Regions from separate parts of the Pan troglodytes genome. Here region 1 is linked to region 2. A link is a contact called in public HiChIP or PLAC-seq data. All regions are on one chromosome and are shown on one strand. The core of a region is the stretch at or near the end of the contact, and the rest is flanking DNA. Distances in the headings are between cores, read along the strand shown. Region 1 holds the start of CASP9 (caspase 9). Region 2 holds the start of PLEKHM2 (pleckstrin homology and RUN domain containing M2).

What was found. HiChIP or PLAC-seq counts read pairs in DNA pulled down with a chosen protein or histone mark.
Region 1: an H3K4me3 HiChIP or PLAC-seq map of stem cell-derived excitatory neurons shows a contact between it and region 2, with 4 times the contacts expected there. The contact joins the promoter of CASP9 here to the promoter of PLEKHM2 in region 2. A contact is called at or near these places in 1 of 7 Hi-C or Micro-C datasets (stem cell-derived neural progenitor cells) and 1 of 1 datasets of contacts at active chromatin or transcription factors (stem cell-derived excitatory neurons).

What each region holds. Positions count from the first base shown.
Region 1 is chr1:215,677,585-215,684,436 of NHGRI_mPanTro3-v2.0_pri, forward strand. It overlaps CASP9 (caspase 9), which reads left to right and starts at 4,276. Exons shown (of 5, transcript XM_009448829.4): 1 at 4,276-4,621. The coding sequence starts at 4,490. It overlaps DNAJC16 (DnaJ heat shock protein family (Hsp40) member C16), which reads right to left and starts at 1,914. Exons shown (of 15, transcript XM_009448837.5): 1 at 1,670-1,914.
Region 2 is chr1:215,516,099-215,522,868 of NHGRI_mPanTro3-v2.0_pri, forward strand. PLEKHM2 (pleckstrin homology and RUN domain containing M2) reads right to left here and starts at 1,400. Exons shown (of 20, transcript XM_513054.8): 1 at 1,104-1,400. The coding sequence starts at 1,163.

The sequences.
Region 1 (6,852 bases), core at 3,026-5,525, 160 kb after region 2:
ACAAAACTACAAAATGAGATAGTTGTGGCATTCTTGGGCATTAAATAAGTACAAACATGGACGTGAAACACTCTCAAAAAACTGTGTAGTTAAGACGCAGTATGCCTCAATTCTATTCTTTCTCACCACACCCATTCAAACAAGAAAATGAGAAGCTGCTCTTTAATCATTAGTAATATGGTGTTTTTTTTTTTGAGACGGAGTTTCACTCGTTGCCCAGGCTGGAGTGCAATGATGGGATCTCAGCTCACTGCAACCTCCGCCTCCCAGGTTCAAGCAAGTCTCCTGTCTCAACCTCCCCAGTAGCTGGGATTACAGGCATGCGCCACCCCGCCTAGCTAATTTTTTGTATTTTTAGTAGAGACAGGGTTTCACCATGTTGGCCAGGCTGGTTTTGAACTCCTGACCTCAGGTGATCCACCCGCCTCGGCCTCCCAAAGTGTTGGGATTACAGGCGTGAGCCATCGCGCCGGCCAATATGGTCATTATTAATGGAAACCTCAGATGAGAAAAACCGGCAAGAAAAAATTTAGTTTTACATGTGAAGAAGAATTAACGGCAAAGACCAAATAGCAGGCGTGGTCTTTAAAAGTTTCAAGCTCCATCTCTGGTGAGTACAGTGACTTAATTCATTGTGAATTTTGGAAATAATCCTGGCTGGTTAATGAACAGGGTAGTGCTGGAACTGTAGATATTTATACTCCACAATTATGATTGCTGTTATACCCTACAATGTTTTTTTTTCAAGGAACACATTTATCTTGATTTCTCACAAGTTAATACAGTCTTAAGGTTCAAGTGTCTACTGTGACACCTTACTGAAGAAGGGCAAAGCTATAACAGTGGTGGACTTCCGTAAGTGCAAGTGTAATGCCGCCTGGGAGTCCTCACAAAATTGACTAATCTGATGACCAACGTTTAAAATTGCATACGTGCTGAATAAAATCCTAAAACAAACCAGTTTCTTCTTTGTTAAGGCAACCTATTATATCCTAGAAAACACGTGAAGGCAATGTAGCTACTGGTTAAGCATATGGGTTGAAGACTGGGATCTATTCTCCACTACTTTATTACCTTGGGCAAATTATTTAAACTTACTAAGCATCAGCGTCCTTATTCATAAAATGGGAATGAATACTACCACCTTGAAGGATCATCATGTGGGGACTAAATGCATGTAAAGGGTTTACTGAGCCCAGAGTCAACAGTCAACAAATGGTCGTTAGTGCTATTATTTCTACCATGCAGTACGATCGCTGCCTTATTTAACCATGTCAGTTCCTTCCAGTTAGAGGGCCGAAGTGGCGGTGGTCTGGGAAGTTCTTTAGCTGACATGCGAGATAGACGGCGCCGACCTCGGAGCAGCAAACACCTGCCCAACAGGTAGGCTGCCAGCTCTCTGGGCAGCATATCCAGGACCAGGAAGAGGCTCCCAGAGACAAGCTCCAGGTCTAAGCCCCGCCTCGCGCTCCCGCCGGAGGTCGCAACCCTGCAGGAGACAGCCCCCTCCCCCGCCGCCCTCCGAGAGCCCAGGGCCCGGCCCTGCTGGCTCCCGGCTCCCCCCGGGGCCAGCAGTGACTGGAAACGAGAAGGAACTGACGGGAAATCCCCGAGTCGGCCTGGCCCCGCCGCGTCCGCGGTTCCGCGCGTCACGCCGGGAAGGAGTTACCGGGAAAGTACACCGGCCCAACCGGCTGCAGCTCCGTGCTCCAGTTAGTTCGCCGGGCCGGGAGCTTCCCGTCCACACCAGCGCTCGCCTGGGCCTGGGGAGGGGAAAGAGGAGGGGACAAGCCCGAGGGGAGTCACGTGACGCTTAAAGGTCTATCGCACTGAAGGCGAGGACCGAACAGGTCGAGGGCGTCTACTGGGCGAATCTATTTTGACCCTTGCCACTCGCCGTCTAGGCGTGGACCTGGGGTGGTTGCTATAGAAACGAGGCGCGCTCTTTGGTTGCAGCCAAAAGGCTGATCGTGACCAAAGAGGCCAAAACGTGCCTCCTAGCGAGGCGAAGTCGCTATGCATGATGGGATACCAGAAGGACCTCCTCGATCCAGGAAGGTGTTTCCGCTCCTACCGGGAGATGGCCCTCGTCTAGCAACAGTTGCTAGGATGGGGACGCACTCTCTGGTCCCTATTCTCTTTAACTCTATTCATAGAACCTTAGAGCGTCAGATTGGAAGTGACCTTAGGGATTCTTTAACTCTCCAACTCCTGCAATATTGATAGGGAGACCGAGGTCCAGAGAGGGGCAGAGATTTGCCCAAGGCCTAGAATCCAGCATTCCTTTTATTTTTGTTTACTTATTTTTTTTTTTGAGAGAATCCAGGACTTTTAATCCCTTTTACCGAAAACCGAGCTCCACCCAAGAATGTACCAGTCTCTGCCTTAAGCACGGGGAAAGGGCGGTGGGGGTGGGGAGAGGGATAAGGCACAGGTAAGTGAAGGAAACTTTCTCTGAGCCAATGAGATAGATCCCTTGCGGATATAAAGAGCTTTCATATCTCCCTGTCTTGTTTTTATTTTTTTCTCTTTGCATTTATCACTAACATAGTATGTCTTATTTATTGATATAGTTTATCACCTGATCCTTCCCCTGGAATGTAAACTCTAAAAGCAGGGATTTTGTTTTGTTCACCTTCATGTTCTCAGTGTTTGACTACAGGCTCAATAAATATTCGTAGAAGTGAACGAATGGGGCTGAGGTTTTGGTGCTCAAGAGATTATATTCTAAGGTGGACTCTTGGATTCTTAAGAGTGTGGCTTACAGAGTCAGGTTCGGGTTTCAATCCTGCCTGCCTCGGCCACTTAGTACCCACGTGACCTTAAACATTCGTTTCCCTGAACCCTAGGGTCTACATCTGTAAAACCGGCGGGGGGTGGGAATACTTTCCTGGCAGGATTGTAGTTAAGGATAAGTGAAATAAGCATGAAAAGTGGCTAGCACGATGCCTGGGACTTAGCAAATGCTCAGTAAACAGAAACGATTATTTTTGAAATGTGAAAATGAACCGTTCAAAACGATGGGAGTTTAGAGGACTAGATTTCTGCCGTTTTTTTTTTTTTTTTTCTGTGTGGGAGGTGTTAGGGTGGGAGGGAGGGAAGAGGGAATGGAAGACTGTGTAAGGTGGGCTTGGTTGGATCAGACACTCGAGTTTGGAACAGTCAACTGCGATCTGGGCACAAGGGCAGTGAGGGGAGCTTATGGTTTTACTTGGGATGGAGGAGGGGGCTAAGGGGAAGCCATGCCCCGGAGGAGGTTGAATGGGCGGGACAGATCACGGCTCCACTCATGGTTTCCCTCTTGCTGGAAGTGTGACGACTCCCTCCGGATCTCTGTAAAAGCGGGGCTATAGTGAATTCTGGCGAAGGGCCCGCGGTGGACCGGGAACTGGTGCCAGAATTGCAAAGGGGCACCTGCGCCCGGAGTAGGGAGGTGATGCGGGGGCGGGGCTAGGCCCTGGGGGCTGGGCTAGGCCCTGGGGGCTGGGCTGGGCCCTGGGGGCGGGGCGAGTCGCGGAGGTGCCGCCTTGGGGCGGGGCGGTGACAGAAGGATGGATCCTGGGGGTGAGGATTGACTTTGGGGGCAGGGCGAGAGTGCGAGCTGGAGTCTGAGGCTGAGCGGTGACGCAAGGACGACTCTGAGGGTGGAGCGAGGGGAGGGGATTGGCTCTTGGAGGCGGGGCGGTGGCACGAGGCTAGCCCTTGGGGGCGGGGCGGTGGCGCAAGATTGACCTTGGGGGCGGGGTGGGGGCGTGGGTTGAATCCTGGGGGCGGGGCGGTGGCGCGGAATGGATTCTGGGGTCGGCGCGAGGCGCTGAGATGCGTCCTGAGGTTGGGGCGATGACGCAAGAGCGAATCCTGGGGGCGGGGCGAGACCTTCTAGATGCGTCCCGGGGAGTGGGCGGTGACGCGGTGGCAGGTTCTGGGGACAGGCGGTGACCCCAGAATTGACCCTGGGACAGGGCGAGGCGCGGAGGCGTCCTGAAGGCGAGGCGGTGACGCAAGAGCGAATCCTTGGGGCGGGGCGAGGCGTTGGAGATGCGTCCTGCGGGCGGGACGGTAACGCGGGGGCGGGGCGGTGACGTGAGGTCAGTGGGGGGATACGGGGCGGGTTCTGTGGCGGGGACGCAGTGGTGGACTCTGGAGCGGGGCGGTGACGCGGGGCGGGTTCTGGGGCGGGGCGGTGACGCGGGGCGGGTTCTGGGGCGGGGCGGTGATGGGAGGCTTGGCCCTGGGGGCGGGGCGAGGCGCAGAGGTGCGTCCTGAGGGCGGGGCGGTGACGCAAGAGCGACTCCTGGGGGCGGGGCGAGGCCTTGGAGATGCGTCCGGAGGCGGTGGGGAGTGAAGACTGACCCGGGGCCGTGACGCGGGGGCAGGCCCTGGGGCGGGGGCGGGTCCTGGGGACTGGGGCGGGTCCTGGGGACTGGGGCGGGCGGCCGAGGCCCGGAAGCGGACTGAGGCGGCCTGGAGTCTTAGTTGGCTACTCGCCATGGACGAAGCGGATCGGCGGCTCCTGCGGCGGTGCCGGCTGCGGCTGGTGGAAGAGCTGCAGGTGGACCAGCTCTGGGACGCCCTGCTGAGCCGCGAGCTGTTCAGGCCCCATATGATCGAGGACATCCAGGTGCGCCCCCCGCCCCCGGCCCCCTGTCCCCGCGCTGCACGGCCGGGTCCCCACGCCCCTCGAGGAGGCGTTGTGCGGGAGCCTAGCTTTCCCTGTGGCTTCAAACCCCTCAGCGGAGCCAAAGAATCCCAAACACCTCTTAGTCGGGTGTTCGCTAAAGCGATTCCATGCCATAGTCAGCGTACATTGTTAGTGCTTGTGTTTCTTGTGTAAAGGAAAAATGTGAGACACATCTTGAAAACTTTGAATAAGAAACAATTCATGAATTGGAGAACATCAGACTGAAAGAGGTTTAGTGTTGCAATGACAAAACGTCAGAGGCAATTATTTATTGGGAAAATGTGGAAGCAAAATAAAGAAATTATTTGATTGGTTTGCAGTTACAAAATTGCCTTTTTTTTTAAGGTCTGTTAATTGACTGCTTATGCTTGCTTATGATTGGCTGGTCTTAAGTTTTATTTCTCTCTAACATAAGCATTTATCAGATATGACCCAAGTTAAATTTTGCTTATGTTTGCAGTTTAAGCAAGATTTAGGTCACTTAGGATACCTGATTGGTTTTGTCTGCTCAGGAATTCTTCATGGTTGGTCTCCATTTTAATTTACGTTAATACTTGCGAGGAAGGAGGCGTGTGCGTTTTTACTTTTCTAGCATAGAGGTTTCAGGAACCCACTTTGGCATCAGGCTGCCTGGCAGCGTGTTCTTGGGCCAGTCACTTACCCTCTTTGAGCCACAGTTTCTGGGCTGTGAAATGGGAATAAGAATAATACTGTCATAAGGACTAAATGAAATAACGGATGTGAAACTGTAGTGCCAGGCACAGAGCGGGGGCTCAGCGTGCCCTGCCCTCTTTGGCCAGCCCCTTCTGTGTTCAGTTTATGTTTTGTTAAGAGGTTTTGGAAATGAGGGGACCTGATGCAGAATGGAGAATAATAAAGTCAAACATTTGAGGTTTTGTTTAAAAGCACTTTCCCATCTTTGTCTCATTTGACCCTCATCACAGGCCTGTGAGGATGCAGGAGATATTTCCTACCATGAGGTGCAGTAGGTGTGAGTGGCTGGCTGGATATCCCTGGCCAGTGCCCTGGCCCAGGGAAAGAGTCTTTAAATAATTGAGTATCATATGAGTAATTATTCATTAATAATAAAATAAGTTTTGTGACTTCTGTGTGGCCCCTACTGGGGAACAGTAATGGTTTGAGGCCACAGTCCTTGCCTTCAGGAATGTTCACGGGGATCACAAGCTCAAATGCCCATGGAGGACCAATGGATGGGCGTCATAGTGGATAGCCTTTGCACTGCCCTCCGTCTCCAGCTGAGTATGGCCATATCAACAAATGGCCCAGTATTGCCACATCTTACACTTACTTTGAGGCAGGGTCTCACTCTTGCCCAGCCTGGAGTGCAGGGATGAGATCATGGCTCACTGCGACCTTGACCTCCTGGGCTTAAGTGGTCTTCCTGCCTCAGCCTTTAGAGCAGCTGGGACTTTAGGCACATGCCACCATGCCTGGCTAATTAAAAAAATTTTTTTTTTTGTACAGATAGGAGTCTTGCTATGTTGCCTAGATGAGTCTCAGACTGTTGGCCTCAAGTGATTCTCCTGCCTCAGTGTTGGGATTACAGGTGTGAGCCACTGTACCCGGCCCAGCTTTCACATCTTAAAAAAGAAGCTGAAAATCTTGATTCCTCTGTCAAATTCCCTGGCTTAAAATGTTAGCAACAAATTCAGAAATTTTTTAAGAACCTTGTGGGAACCACAGGTTGCCATTTTGCCATTCAGTATGGCTGAAAAACAGGCAGGTTTTGGAACCAGTTGGATCTGGGCTCTCATCCTGGCCTTGTTACATATTAGCAAGTTGTAAAAAACCACAACCAATGAACCAAACAAACAGAAAAACCCTATGACTCAGTTTCCCTGAAATTTTTTACCCTAAAAAGTTGGGAAATTCTAATTTAACTCTATAAAGTTATTGAGGGAGAAAAAGATGAAACAATGCATTTAATACAGTGTTGACCTCCTGGAGTGTTCAGCAAATGTGGAGAGAAACCTAAACACCACCATCTATTTGCATGTAGCCAACTGTTCTGCTAGTGAGACTTACCTTCTCAGTGGCACTACAGGTCTGTGCTGTTCCCAATAGTAGCCATTAGCCACATGTCGTTAAAGGTAAATTTGAAGTAATTAAAATTAAATAAAACTAAAAATTGGTAGGGTCAAGCCTTACAG
Region 2 (6,770 bases), core at 150-2,649:
GAATCTCAGTGGGAAAACAGACAATTATTTAAATATGATGGTTGATCCAATTAATTCTATTCATTTTGCTTCTTCAAGTAAAATAAGCTGCTGAGTCCCTCACCCAAGCCATTTTCTTTCTCTTTTTTCTTTCTTTCTTTCTTTTTTTTTTTTCAGTTTCTGAGACTATCTGGTGAGCCAGGAATTCAAATTACACAAACACACACACAGAGAGAGAGAGAGAGAAAAATCCATTCTGATTTGGCCATTTAGGTTTTCAGTGAATATGGATTCTTTTAAATTTATTATTATTATTTTATTTTTATATCCAGCCCAAAAACGTCAGAATATGGATTCTACCTTCCAGCACGGACCCTTTTGCGGATATGCCAACTTCATCACAAATACATGCCCTTGACAGGTATGTACTCATTTCTACCTGGAATTGGGACAGTGATGTTTACTGCGGCAAGCCCCACAGCAAGGTGTCTGTGGTGTCACCCGGTTCCCCGGATCAGCATCCAAAATGCAATCCCCATGTACTTCAGGTTCTTATAATCAAAGCCCCTAGTGAACCTCTTCGAAGCTACCATCCTTGAGCAAGATTATTCAGGGGACTTCCCAGGAGCAGAGGCAATGTCGCCGGGACCCAGGCCATGGGAAAGTGAAGTTGCTTATCACTGGCCTCCACCCTGACTGCCAGACCCTGGGCGACGCCAGCCTGGCGGGGGGACCCGGGGATGCAGCGGATTCCGCAGGAGGCTGCATGGGGTTCCTTCAGGAGCTCCCGGGGGCGCCGCTGCCCCAGTGGCGGACCGGAGGGTCGCTGACCCCTCTCCGGGAGGGCAGGGCCCCGGGCCAGGTTTGGGGAAGCTCCGAGGATGCTGACCTCAACTTTGTTCTTTAAAAATAGCTCCGAGGCCGCGGCGCTCACGTGAGCGGCGCCGCTTCCCCTCTACCGGCCCGGGGCTCCCGGCCGCTCGTCGCCCCCCGGGTCGCGGAGGGGAAGGGCGGGGGGCCCGAGTCCCTGCGGCAGCAGGGTCGCCGGCCCGGGCGAGCGCCGCCGGAGGGCGTCGGGGGCGCGGCGAGGAAGGGGCCCCGGCCGGGAGGGAGGCCGCGCTCACCTTCTTCACCGACAGCGAGATGTTCTCCAGGATCCGGTCCTTCACCTCCCCCGGCTCCATGGCGCTGCCACCGTCGCCGCCACCGCCACCGCCGCCGCCGCCGCCCCGCCGCCGCTTCCCGCGCCGGGGGCCGGGGGCCGCCGCCAACCGCTGCCGCCGGCCGTACGGGGGCTCCGTCGTGCCGGCCGCGGGGCCCGGCGCCCGCCGCCCGGCCCTCGCCTCGCCTTGGCCCTCGCTCCACCGCGGCCCGGCGGCTCCGTAGCGCGGCCGGCGGGGAAGGAGGCCGCGGGCTGTGCGCCGCGGCGGCGGCGGCGGCAGGAACTGATGTCAGGCGGGGCGGCGCCAGGGCCCGCCTGCGCCTGGGGACTCCGGGGACCCGGAGACCCGCACAGACCCTTGGCCGCGGCCCTCCCCAGAGACCCCGAGACCCGCCCCCAGCCCTCCTCAAGCCACAGACTCTCCCCGGCACCCCAGAGACACCCTCAGACCCCAGGGACGCCAGAGACCTCGACCCCGCCTGCCGGGGACCTCGGGGCTCCTCGGAGACCCTCCTCAGCCCACAGATTCCTTCAGGGACCCCAGAGACACCCTCAGACCCCAGGGACTCCGGACACCCCGACCCCGCCTGCCAGAGACCCCCACAGACCCTGGGACCCCGGCCCTCCTCGGAGACCCTCCCCCAGGCCTCGTCAGCCCACAGATTCCCTCAGGGACCCCAGAGACACCCTCAGACCCCAGGGACTCCGGAGACCCCGACCCCGCCTGCCCGGGACACCGGCCCTCCTCAGAGACCCTGGAGACCCTCCCCCTCAGCCCTCAGGCCATAGACTCCCCCCTGGGACCTCAGAGACACCCTCAGACTCCAGGGACTCCGGAGACCCCAACCCCACCTGCTGGGGACCCCCACAGACCCTGGGCCCCCAGCCCTCCTCAGAGACCCCCAAAGACCCCGAGGCACTGGCCCTCCCCAGAGACCCCGAGAACCTCCCCACAGCCCTCCTCAGCCCACAGGATCCCCCCACAAAACCCCAGAGACTCCCACAGGCCCCAAGGACTCTGGAGACTCCGACCCCACAGGCCAGAGACCCCCACAGACCCTGAGACCCCGGCCCTCCTCAGAGACTCGAGACACCCACAGACCCTGGGCCCCCTCCCGCCGGCCCTCTTTAGTCCACAGACCCCTCCTTAGAGACCCCAGTGCATCCCACTAACTCTGGCCAGGGACCCCAAGACCCTCTCAGCCCGCAAGCCCCACTTATCTTCCTCCCCTTCCTTAGCCCAGCCATCCCCTCAATGTGCAGACCCAGGCCCCCTGGCTTTGGCAGCCTGGAGGACCCAGCACCCCCACCGGGTCAGCCTAGACTCCAGCCCCCAGCCCTAGACCCTCCCTGGCCCCCCTGGCCCTCCCCAGCCTCCCCTCCTCAGTGCCTCACCCTCAAGGCCCAGTCCTACATTTGAGGTCCCTGGTGCTCCTCCCCACCCCCAAAACACACCCTCCTCACCTTCAGCCCCAACGCCCCATTCCCACTCCTTATCCTTATCCCTCTTCTTCAGCCCCACGTATCCCAAGGGCCTCAGCTCCCTCAGCCCCTGAAACCCACAGTAACAACTCTCTTCCCACACACCCTCCTCAAATCCACCATCTCATAAAGCCCCTGCACTTCGAGGTGTCAGTCTCCTACCTGGCTCTCTTCCCTCCTTAAGTTCCCAAATAAATATATCCTGACACATAGATTAGTCCCTCCTTTTTATTCTCAGACACCCCAGTTCTCAACTCTGGTTCCCTGGTCTTCCCTCTTCTCTGCTCAGGCCACCCCATCCCTGAAGTCCCCTTAGCATCTGAAATACTGATTCATTGCTTATCTCAGAGGGACCCCACAAGCCTCCAAAGGTCGCTCCCCAGCCCCTTAGTTTCCCAAGGAGAGACCCAAAATAGTGGTACTTTGTTTTTTTTTTTTTTTTTGAGACAGAGCCTTGCTCTGTTCCCCAGGCTGGAATGCGATGGTGCGATCTCTGCTCACTGCAACTTCCGCTTCCCAGCTTTAAGCAATTCTCCTGCCTCAGCCTCCCGAGTAGCTGGGACTACAGGTGCATGTGCCACCACACCCAGCTAATTTTTTTTTTTTTTTTTGAGGCGGAGTCTCGCTCTGTCACCCAGGCCGGAGTGCGGTGGCACAATTTCAGCTCACTGCAACTTCCTCCTCCCAGGTTCAAGTGATTCTCCTGTCTCAGCCTCCCCAGTAGCTGGGATTACGGGCGCCTGCCACCACGCCCAGCTAATTTTTTTGTATTTTTAGTAGAGACGGGGTTTCGCCATGTTGGCCAGGCTGGTCTTGAACTCCTGACCTCAGGTGATCTGCCCGCCTTGGCCTTAAATTATTTTTTAAAGACAGGGTCTCACTCTGTCACCCAGGCTGGAGTGCAGTGGTGGGTGTGATCATAGCTCACTGTAGCTTGAACTCCCTGGGGGATCCTCCCACGTCAGCCTCCCCAGTAGCTGAGAGTACAGAATAAAATACGCCCAGCGAATTTTATTTTTTGTAGAGACAGGACCTCGCTCTGTTACCCAGGCTGGTCTTGAACTCCTGAGCGCAGGCCATCCTCTTACCTCAGCCTCCCAAAGGGCTGGGATTACGGGCATGAGCCATCATGTCCAGCCCAGGGCGTTTTCTTATTTGTACTGAGTTCAGGAAAGCAAGAGATAACAGCCTCTTTGGAGTTGTTATCTACCTCTCATATTCAGAGAGCAGAATAAGAACAGATGAGGGTTGAGACTCCAGTCACTGGATAGGTAGAGAAAAGGTTGAGGACAGAGGACACATTACTTTGAATGAGGAAATAAATAGCCAGGTATCTATGAGTAGAAATAGCCTCCTACTTACCAAAGGTGTTTGTGGAGTCAGAATTGCGCACTTCCTTCCCACTCCATCCTGGCTAGGGTGCATACAGGCCCCAACCTGCTGGATGCAGCTCTGGTTCATGAAAATGCAGTCACCCAAAACTGACCCAACAAGCTTTGGGATTCTTCTCTGCTGTTGAATAGCAGGCCATCTTCTGCTGAGCACTGCGTTCTGCTGGGCACCTCCTCCCTAGGAATGGCTGATCATGGCTTGGGCACATGGTACACTCAGTGGGTATTTTTATTCCTTGGCTGTATGCCTGGGGTGTCCACTTGGTCTGTGACATAAGAAGGTGGTGGCATTTCTGCCATATTGTTTTTATCTGCATGTATTGAGAGATGGTCACATTCAGCATTTTACAACATTCAGAGGAATGTAAGGTCTCACTGTCTACCAAATTCCTAAGGTTTGCATAGGTATGTGAGCTGGTACAACAGACATTGTTATCTAACAACACTTCTTACAGGAAAGAGGGAGAGGCCAAATGTGCATTGATGTGCAGCTAATTGCTCCTTGTCCAGAGTTCAAATATGGAATCCATTCTGCGTGTCAAACACAGGGCGAGCCGGGCATGGTGGTGCATGTCTGTAGCCTCAGCTGCTTCGGAGGCTGAAGAGGGAGGATCTCTTGAGCTCATGTGGCTGCACTCCAGCCTGGGTGACAGAGCGAGACTTCATCTCTTAAAAAACCCCAAAAAGCAAAACAAAAAAAAAAAAGGGTGACTCTGAAAAACACAAGATACTTATTTATCTTGTTATTGGGGGTCACTTAAGCTGGAAATTGAAGCTCATTCATTTATTGCACAAGACTTTTCTGATCTCATGAGAAGCGCATGGGACTCTGAGTCAAAAGGCAACAAGAATCAAAAGCCTCAACTGACTCATGCTAGGGCCTCAGGCAAGTCACTTTGCCTTAATTTCCAAATCAGTGACCCAGGAAAAATGATTCTATTCTTATTTTTTGTTGTTGTTGTTTTTTGAGATGGAGTTTTACTCTGTCGCCCAGGCTGGAGTGCAGTGGCTCGATCTCGGCTCACTGCAACCTCCGCCACCACCCCCCCCGGGTTCAAGCGATTCTCCTGCCTCAGCCTCCCGAGTAGTTGGGATTACAGGCACCTGCCACCATGCCCAGCTAATTTTTTGTATTTTTAGTAGAGATGGGGTTTCACCATCTTGGCCAGGCTGGTCTCGAGCTCTTGACCTCATGATCCACCTGCCTCGGCCTCCTAAAGTGCTGGGATTACAGGTGTGAGTCACCGCGCCCAGCCTGTTGTTTTTTGAGACAGAGTCTTGCTCTGTCACCCAGGCTGGAGCGCAGTGGCGTGTTCTCAGCTGACTGCAGCCTCCACCCACTGTCATAGCATTTAGAATACAGTCCATACTCTTTTCTCTGGCTTCCAAGGCTGATCTGATCCAGCCTCCCTCCCTGACTCATCTCCTAACTCCGCTGGTGTGTGCCAGCCCCACCAACCTTAGTTTCTCAAGCATGCTGGTCTGTTCGCATCCGAGGGCCTCTAGCTATTCACCCAAATCTGCTCTCTCTGGCTGCGTGTGATGGCTCACGCCTGTAATCCCAGCACTTTGGGAGCCCAAGGTGGGACGATCACTTGAGCCCAGGAGTTCAAGACCAGCCTGGGCAACAAAGTGAGACCCCCATCTCTACAAAAAATCCAAAAATTAGCCAGGCATGGTGATGTGTTCCTGTGATCCCAGCTACATGGGAGGTCGAGGCTGCAGTGAGCCATGTTTGCACCACTGCACTCCAACCTAGGCAACAGAGCAAGACCCTGTCTCAAAACAAAAGCCAAACAACAAAAATACAAAATCTTCTCTCTCTTTACACAGTAATAGGGTTGTAGCCAGGCAGAGTGCTACACTACATTTCCCAGCCTCCTTTGCGACAGGCACAGCTATATGATCAAATCCTCTCAAATAGAACATGAACAGAAATGTGATCCATTCCTAGGCTGGGATTCTATGCAAATTTCCTCTTCCATGCTGTTTCTTCTTCTACCAGTGGGATGAAGCCAAGGGGATGTCAGACGTATAAAATATAGACACCCTAGTTCCCTGAATCACTGCATGGAAGAGAGCTGTCCATCAACCTAGAACAGCTGCCTTGAGCTGTAGCATAGAAAGGGCTATGCTACAGTTTCTTTTTTTCTGATTAATTTTCTGATTAATTTCTTTTTTCTGATTAATTTTTAACTTAATTAAAATGCAGATAAAGTTTTTAGCTGGCCATGGAAGTTAAAGGACAAATGAGACTGGGTGCAGTGGCTCACGCTTGTAATCCCTGCACTTTGGGATGCCGAGGTGGGTGGATTGCCTGAGGTCAGGAGTTCAAGACCCCAGCCTGGGTGACAAAAAATAAAAAAGAGAGAACTAAAGACAAACGTAAGGTTGCTTCTCTTTACACCTGATGATACAGTTTGGATATTTGTTTCAAATCTCATGTCAAAATGTAATCCTTAGGCCAGGCACGGTGGCTCATTCCTATAATCCCAGCACTTTGGGAGGCCAAGGCAAGCAGATCACTTGAGGTCAGGAGTTCGAGACCAGCCTGGCCAATATGGTGAAACCCCATCTTTACTAACAATACAAAAATTAGCCAGGTGTGGTGCACGTGCCTTAATCCCAGCTACACCGGAGGCTGAGGCAGGAGAACCGCTTGAACCCAGGAGGCGGAGGTTGCAGTGAGCTGAGATCGCGCCACTGCATTCCAGCCTGGGTGCAGAGCAAGACCTGTCTCAAAAAAAGAAAATAAA